2 separate regions of the Capsicum annuum genome follow, and region 1 is linked to region 2. Evidence: chromatin contacts called from public Hi-C data. All regions are on one chromosome and are shown on one strand. Each heading gives the region's core, a stretch centred on a gene start, on an enhancer-like site or on the middle of the called end of the contact. The rest is flanking DNA. Distances are from core to core; before and after follow the strand shown. Region 1 holds the start of LOC107858740 (cyclic dof factor 3). Region 2 holds the start of LOC107858738 (pentatricopeptide repeat-containing protein At5g15280, mitochondrial).

Region 1 (3,615 bases), core at 275-2,774, 370 kb before region 2:
GTGTTTGACCATTAACTCTTCAAAATACATATGCAAAGAAAAATAAAAGTAAAAAGGAAAGGAGGAAGTATTTGAGTTTTGCTGGTTTTGCACGCATTGTGGTGTTCAACATTTGGCACAACTTGCATTATCAACCACAAGATAACAGAAAAGTCCATTAATTAAAGGGAAAGCCGAAAAGTTTGGCGACTTTTTAAAATGGATGGGCCCCAAATGATGAATTTGGGGATGAGAAAAAAAGGCGTTGCTGACTCAGATAAAAAAGAGCCCTTCACTTTATTGAGAATCAAAAAAGCAGAAATAAGAAAATCTCAAAGCCACATAAAACTTGTGGCTCATATTTTCTCTCATTGACGTGTCATGCCAGCTGTATATAACACTTTTATGCACGCAGTCTCCGATGACCAGTTACTCTTAACTTTTTAAATGCATCAAAAAGATTTATAATGACAAAAAAATGTGTATTTTCTAAAGTATTTTAATTTTTGAGTTTATTGTATGAATTACTGTTAAGAGTATGTATTATTAAAATATATTATAGCTATCAATTGTTTGTTATTAATCTGAAATATCATTATTGTTCCAATACAAAAGGAAAATAATTAAATATTATTAATAAAACATTTAATACTTCCTCTTTATAAAAAAAAAATTAACTACTTTCCTTTTTAATCCGTTTAAAAAAAATGATCACTTTTTTTTTGGCAATACATTAATTTCAACTTTCCACATGTCATGTTTTGGATCACAAGATTAAAGGACATTTTGGTACATTTGTCACAACTTTAATTTAAGGCCACAAGATTCAAAAGTCTTCTTTATTTTCTTAAACTTTGTGTCAAATCAAAGTAGATTATTCTTTTTTAAACGAAGAGAATATTAATTTAAGTATTAATTTTTTTTTTTTAAAAAAAAAGATACCTTTGATATATTTTGGATTCTTTACTCTTCATCTAATCACAGTAAATTTAACAACAACGACAACAAATATTAATAATATTTGATTGTCTTCAAATCAGCAAATAATTTGATCACATTTCAAATTCCATAATTGATAGAACCGACTATGCTAAACTATATAATCTATATTACCTTATGAATATACAAAATTTTGATCTAGCCTATTTTAGAATAATCTGTACTTGTTTCTGAATCATGTAATGAATTGTACTATTAAATTCGATCACAATCAATCACCCAGTGGTTATCCAAATATAGTATTTTATCCAAAATATATCTCACACATTTGGCGTCAAAAATACCAAGAAAGTCGTCCCACTGGTTTAAAAAAATAGGCCCGTTTGGCCATGAAACAATATTTTTCTAGAATTTGAAATTGAAGTTGAAGTTGAAGTTGAAGTTTTGTTTGATCATAAATATAAATTGGAGTAGAAGTGAAAGTAAAAAAAAAATAAAAATAAAAGAAAAAAATATCATTAATTTTAATTTTTTTTTCACTACCATAAAATAATTTTTTTTAAAATATTAAAAAAAAATTCATGACCGCCTACTTAAAACAGGCATACACACACATGTCACGTGTGTTTGTGGGTGTGTTGGGGGTCGTATGTGTTCTGTGTCAGATCTGTAAGGGAGTAACATGAAGCCCAATCCGCAAATTCGCCGGATTTTGGTGGTTGGATTTTTTTCTCTTCCCTTGTCTCTCTTTTTCTTAGGAACTTGAAAAAGGACGCGCCCATACAGTTTCAGTATAATATGTCAGAACTCAAAGACCCTGCTATTAAACTCTTTGGCAGAACCATTCAGTTGCCGGATGTTCCAGATTCTTCTGAAACTATGCTAGAAGATTCTTTGCCCGAGGAAGCCAATGGAGAAGAAGAAGATGTAGAAGATCAAAAGGTACTCTGTTTTGAGTATAATCTCTGTTCATTTCTTGTTAGTAATTTGTTGGGACTGTTGTTGACTTCCTATTGAACTCTGCTTCATCTCATTCTCGAGCAGTTCGGTAGGGTTTCAATCAGTCATAAAGTTTAAATTAGGTCTTCCTAATCTTCTTTAATGCTATTAATTTTGTGATGGACTTAACCTGCGTAATACAATTTTTTAGGATCAGTGCTAATTTACATGTTATTGAAGGTTGCTTGTTAGAGTATTTTTCTAGTTACTATATTTTCCCCTTTTTGATCAGGTAATTTTTTTTTTTTTTGTTTCTAATTCCACTTGTTACCGGGAATATAATTATTATTTTAAATGACCTAATATTGTGAAAATATTTTTCTGTCTATTTTCGTAGAAATTATACTATTTAAGTATTGTTTGGACACTGTTAGAGTTCAACTTTACTCCATCAATCAAACAATCTCGGTTCAACATCTCTATATCCAAGATTTGTTTACTTTCCTGTAATTTTAATTCTAAAACTTGCTAAATGAGGAAAGTTTAATTTTGACTTTCTTTTTGTTGATAACGTGATGTCCGTGCTTGCACATACCTTGACTAATTCCACAGGATACATGTCACGAAACTCCGTCCACCAAGGCTAGTACAAATGGGAAGAGATAACCTAGTGTTTTTGTCTCTGTTGAAATTTGAACCTATACCTCATGGTGCTCATCCTACTTTTCACTGACCACTATGTCAGTGACCTAGTGTTCTTGTCTCCACTGGAATTTGAACCTAAGATCTCATGATGCTCAATCCACTTCATTGACCATTAGGCCAGTGACCTAAGTAATTATGTCTCCACTGGAATTTGAACTGAGACCTCCTGGTGCTCAACCCACTCCATTGACCACTAGGCTACACTGCAAAGTTTAATTTTTGACTTGCTAAATGAGAAACTTCTTATATGTGTAATGATGTGAACACTTTACTTCCAAACTCAGCGGAGTGTAGATACTTAGTTTGTTAAGTTAATGTATCCTTATTTCCTATCTGGTTAATCCTTCATGATATGTAACCTACTAGTGTGTCTTGTTTTTACCATTGGCGTCTCTACAACTTTCACATCATGCTTCTTAACGATGGAGAGGCTTGGTTGTTAGTGAAATCATGTTGAACCTTTTCTTTTGAAATCTCCCCAAGTTTCGAATAATTTGAGTAGTTTAAAAGAAGAGTTTATCGACTCAATTTACTCCTCTATGAAAATGCATCACGCACACAGGATAACATTGGAGGAAACCTGGATGATGAAGAGGATGAGATGGAAATTTTGACTGGAAAGGAATTGCAGGATCAGAATTCACATCCAACTAAAACTGATAGTATAAAGGTGCAACCTGTTGGTAGCGACTGTTCAACAAGACCTTCAAAAAGTGAAGAAGAGCAAGGAGAAGCAAGTAATTCGCAAGATAAAATCCTCAAAAAGCCAGACAAGATACTTCCATGTCCCCGGTGTAACAGCATGGAAACCAAATTTTGTTATTTCAACAATTACAATGTGAACCAGCCTAGACACTTCTGCAAGAATTGCCAGAGATATTGGACAGCTGGTGGGACCATGAGGAATGTGCCTGTAGGTGCTGGTCGTCGGAAAAACAAGAACTCAATTCCACATTACCGTCAAATATCTGTCTCTGAAACACTTCCGAGTGCTCAAGCAGATTATCCAAATGGAATCCAACAACCTGTTCTTGCGTTTGGCTCCCCTACACC
Region 2 (4,030 bases), core at 1,170-3,669:
CTTTGTGCCAGTTCTCCCCTACCTTCCAATGTCAACAGATTCAGATACCTTGAAATATGAAAGCAGAGATACTAGGAGACCTGCACGTGACCATTCCTACTCAGCTGGGTATGGTGGTACTAGTGAGCTTCCACATGCTGATGGTTTTGGAAGTTATGGTACTCTCCAGGTAAAATTTTGTTTCATTGGTTAGTAGAAAGGAGTTTTTGGAGGTTGCAGTGCTCTCCAGAAGAAGTGGGATTTGTTTGTTTCGGTTGCTTTCTACTACTTTTGTGGAATGTCTATGTGCAGCTTTCGTTATTGATTTCTAATTCCATTTGCAGAGTACTAGCAGTGTAGGGTATGGAGCATATGAAGGATATTCCCCTGCTTATCCAAAAGAAGGATATTCCCATGGGCGTTCCAGTGGATCTGGGTGAGTCTCTTGCCTTCCTTTGACCAGTCTTGAGTAGGTTTGGTGTCCTATGCAGTGTGATACTATGGTCATTCTGCCTATAGATTTTCTTGAAATCTTGAAAGAAAGACAAGAATGAGCTCGTAGTTTCATTCTTTCTAATTGTTTAGCTTATCAAGAAGCTTAATGTTTTGACTACATATAAGGATCTTGCCTGTTTATGTGTCTGACCTAACGGCGCTTGAACTTGTCATTGGTGATTTTGTTCTGCCCATCTGTTGGAGAGGATTTCTTATTTAGCTTCTCTACTTTCAACTGCTCTAAAGAAGTCACAGTTGCTTCTCCAATTATATTCATTGTTAAGTTCATGTTACCAGGTCATCCAGGCAAAACTCTGCTTCCCGGAGAAAAAGTTATGGTTACTAGAGCTTGTAACAGAACCACAGGTAGATCATGAATTATGGTTCAATTGCATTGCATCTTTCATTTAATTCGCTAGTTTTATATACCTAGCCCCAATCATACAAGAATTCTGAACATTTTGGTATGATGACCTAACCTATCTTCCAATTATGAAACTAATGGTATTTTTCCCTTTGTTTCCTTTCCCTCGCTAAAACAGCCGAGTATCTGAAGCCTGAAGCCTGCCTACTGTCACCTTTGATGAAGCCTCATGCCCAAACCAGATGACCAGATGAATGCGGACATCAAATATCATTGCCTACCTTGATGTTTTCCTTAGCAGGACCATATCCGAAGATCTTACCTACTATCGAAATTTGCCATGCCCTGACACCATATACTTCCAAGCTCATACTCTTATGCTTCCAAGAACCTGTGTAGCCAGCGGCCTCATCCTTTCTTCCCTTTTGTAGTTGTACTATAGACAAATTCAACTCAGAAATCTCGGCCATGTGTCCTGATGTCTTGTTTTCGGTTTATTATTATATGTATGAATCTACTGCTAGTTGAACATGTCTATTTGATGCTTTAGACCTGGTGCCGATTTTCAAGCGTCTTTCTGGTTTTGATTATGGTGCAATGTTTGGTTATGAGACCTTTCAAAATATTTTTGAAGTATTGCTATGTTAATTACTAGAAAGCCTAAATGTTTCTTCATTATCTGTGATAATATGCAATATGCATACATCTCTGTAGACACTGGATATTCAATGCAGTTATATGTATGATTTAGTAGTGCAAGATGTATCAGTACTCACCAAAATGCAGTGATAATTTTCACTGGCTTTCACTGGAATCTGATAGCTTTTGGGGGTACGGGTTGGAATTAATTGAAGCAGGTAAAAATCTTATGGTAAGTCTCACATTCTTATCATAACGTGCTTACTTTATTGCAAGCAATCAGCATGTTAAGTGGAGTTTACCAAAAATATGCTCTCATACTCTGTGTTTGTTGGATGAGAATGTTGTTTCAAACTCTGCTTCAATCTGAAGTTAAGCCATCTCTTCTTTGTTCTGTTGGATACAGTCAGTATGTTTACTTCTTTTGCTGTTGTCTTTCATTATTTCTCCTTATGCAATGCTCCATCATTTGTTCTTTCTTATTGAGAGTGGTGGGTTGGCTGTGTCTTGAAAAATAGGCCGGTTTAATGATACGAGACTATGAGAGGGTACTTGTTTGCAAAGACATGAAATCATGCGGTATGAGAAGTTGATCTCCTGCAAGTACTTGCACCAAGTTTAGCTTAGTAGGAGATGTTGATATCCTACAACTGATCATGTCAAGTTAGAAGTTGCTAAAATAGAGAACTGTATAATTTTTGTGTTACGTTTCTTCCCTCCATCCCTAGTACATTTTCTTTAAATTCCCCCTGGTTGAGGGTACACAGGTCTGGAACTTGTTCTAGGTGGTGGATTGATTTGATTCTCGACTGGAACTACAACAGTTGCAGCAAAGTGCCCTCCCTGTATGATCCAGTTGTTTTGTATGCCAATAGATCTTTGATTGTACATTTTATTTGTATTCTTTTGATGTATTAATCAAGTATTTGTACGTACAACCATTTAAACTTAATATCTTGCGTAAGATTGGGATGTAATACATCCAAATGACGACAGAATCTAATTGTAGGGCATTATCGTACATCAGAAGGTAAACCTCGGTGGTTAGGCAATTTATTACTTCATTCTCGAAGATATACAGGAGTCACGAACATGCCAATTACGTTATGGCTTATGATAAGTATGATGATCGAAGAACGGCTGTTTGACTACTAAGAATCATAGTATCTCGTTAACATTAATTATTTTGATCTTTTTAAACTTGGCTCCCAATAACGTAGAAAATGTGATGTTATGTCTCTTGTCTTGTGGCCTCTCACTATACCATAAAGATGAGGGAAAATTTTAGTGCCGAAGCAAGAAGAGATGGATTATGTTCGACGGGTATGAGAGTTATGGCTCAAAAATATGCTATAAAAACAAATTTCAAAACCATATGAGCTTTTTACAAATAAGAAAGGATTCTAATGTTTGGATTTAACTGCATTAGAATGTATATAAAACGAAGCATGATTAGATACAAAAAAGGATGTATATGCTTTTCGGTTTTATTTCTTGTTGCTCAAAGACTCGATTTTCTCCGACTTTATGATACAAAATCAAATTCATTTTTTCTAAACTCTGTATTAAGTCAAATGCTAAACATATATGAATTAAAGGCTTGTGGTGAGTACGGAAAGCAAGGTGAAGTGCAACTTATAGCCATTTTAAGGATTTCTGTTTAAAAACTACTTGAAATTTACGTAACTTTACAGATTCGCTGGTTCAAAATTAACTTCAGGTTCCAAATATGACTTCACACAACTTTGGAGTAATCTGCCAAATTTTATTTTTGCACAATTAATTCGCAAAAAGATTTCAATTGAATACATATACTAACTGTTAACTTAAAATGGCATGATGTAAACTGAAAGTTCATGAGGTTTTTACAACTGGAGAAGCTGCAGCGTACTCTGGGTGCATATGAAGCCGATGAGTACAGGTTATGCTTTCAGTTATGCCTTGAAATGAAAAACAATTCCAAATCCTCTTTTTCTACAAGCAAGGAAGCTGAACTTATAAGATGGGCTTTATCACCCCTTACAGCCCATCATCATAGGCCACAAATCTCAAACATAGAACTTTGAAGAAGCCCAACAACAACGACATCGTACATCAAGAACAGAACTAGTAGACTGTTGTCCCTGTAACTCCGACACATCCCGGCCGTCGGTCGAATGCTTCAAGCTCTCCTTAAATTCCGTAAACACAGACAGGCTAATTCACTTCTCTTTCACCTTTCTTCTTTTCCCAGAAAACTTCAACTTCAATACTTCCATCCACTTTCTTCATCTTCTACAAAACCAATATATACTAGCCAATTAAGCTTTTCGGATAAAAAAGGTGAGATTTTGTACAACCCCATCATTCAAGATTGTCTTCTTAAGTTATCTGAGATCTCCCCTGCAACTGTTCGTAGATTTTGGAGAGTTACTGTGTTGAGTCCCAATGATTTTCTTGAAATTTTGTTGGGTTTTGAAAATGATAGTGGAGTTCTTGAGGTTGAGGTTAAAAAGATTGAATCTTTATGGGGAATTTATATATGGGCTAGTAAGCAAATTAGGGACTTTAGGC

Evidence for each region. A called contact is a pair of places that touch in the nucleus more often than the background predicts.
Region 1: a Hi-C map of leaf shows a contact between it and region 2, with 2.4 times the contacts expected there. The contact joins the promoter of LOC107858740 here to the promoter of LOC107858738 in region 2. A contact is called at or near these places in 2 of 5 Hi-C or Micro-C datasets (leaf and placenta).

The regions. Positions count from the first base shown.
Region 1 is chr2:95,666,971-95,670,585 of UCD10Xv1.1, reverse strand. It overlaps LOC107858740 (cyclic dof factor 3), which reads left to right and starts at 1,524. Exons shown (of 2, transcript XM_016703517.2): 1 at 1,524-1,860; 2 at 3,125-3,615. The coding sequence starts at 1,717.
Region 2 is chr2:95,293,193-95,297,222 of UCD10Xv1.1, reverse strand. It overlaps LOC107858738 (pentatricopeptide repeat-containing protein At5g15280, mitochondrial), which reads left to right and starts at 2,419. Exons shown (of 1, transcript XM_016703514.2): 1 at 2,419-4,030. The coding sequence starts at 3,634. LOC107858739 (KH domain-containing protein HEN4) reads left to right here. Exons shown (of 8, transcript XM_016703516.2): 5 at 1-169; 6 at 324-415; 7 at 772-840; 8 at 1,017-1,410. The coding sequence ends at 820.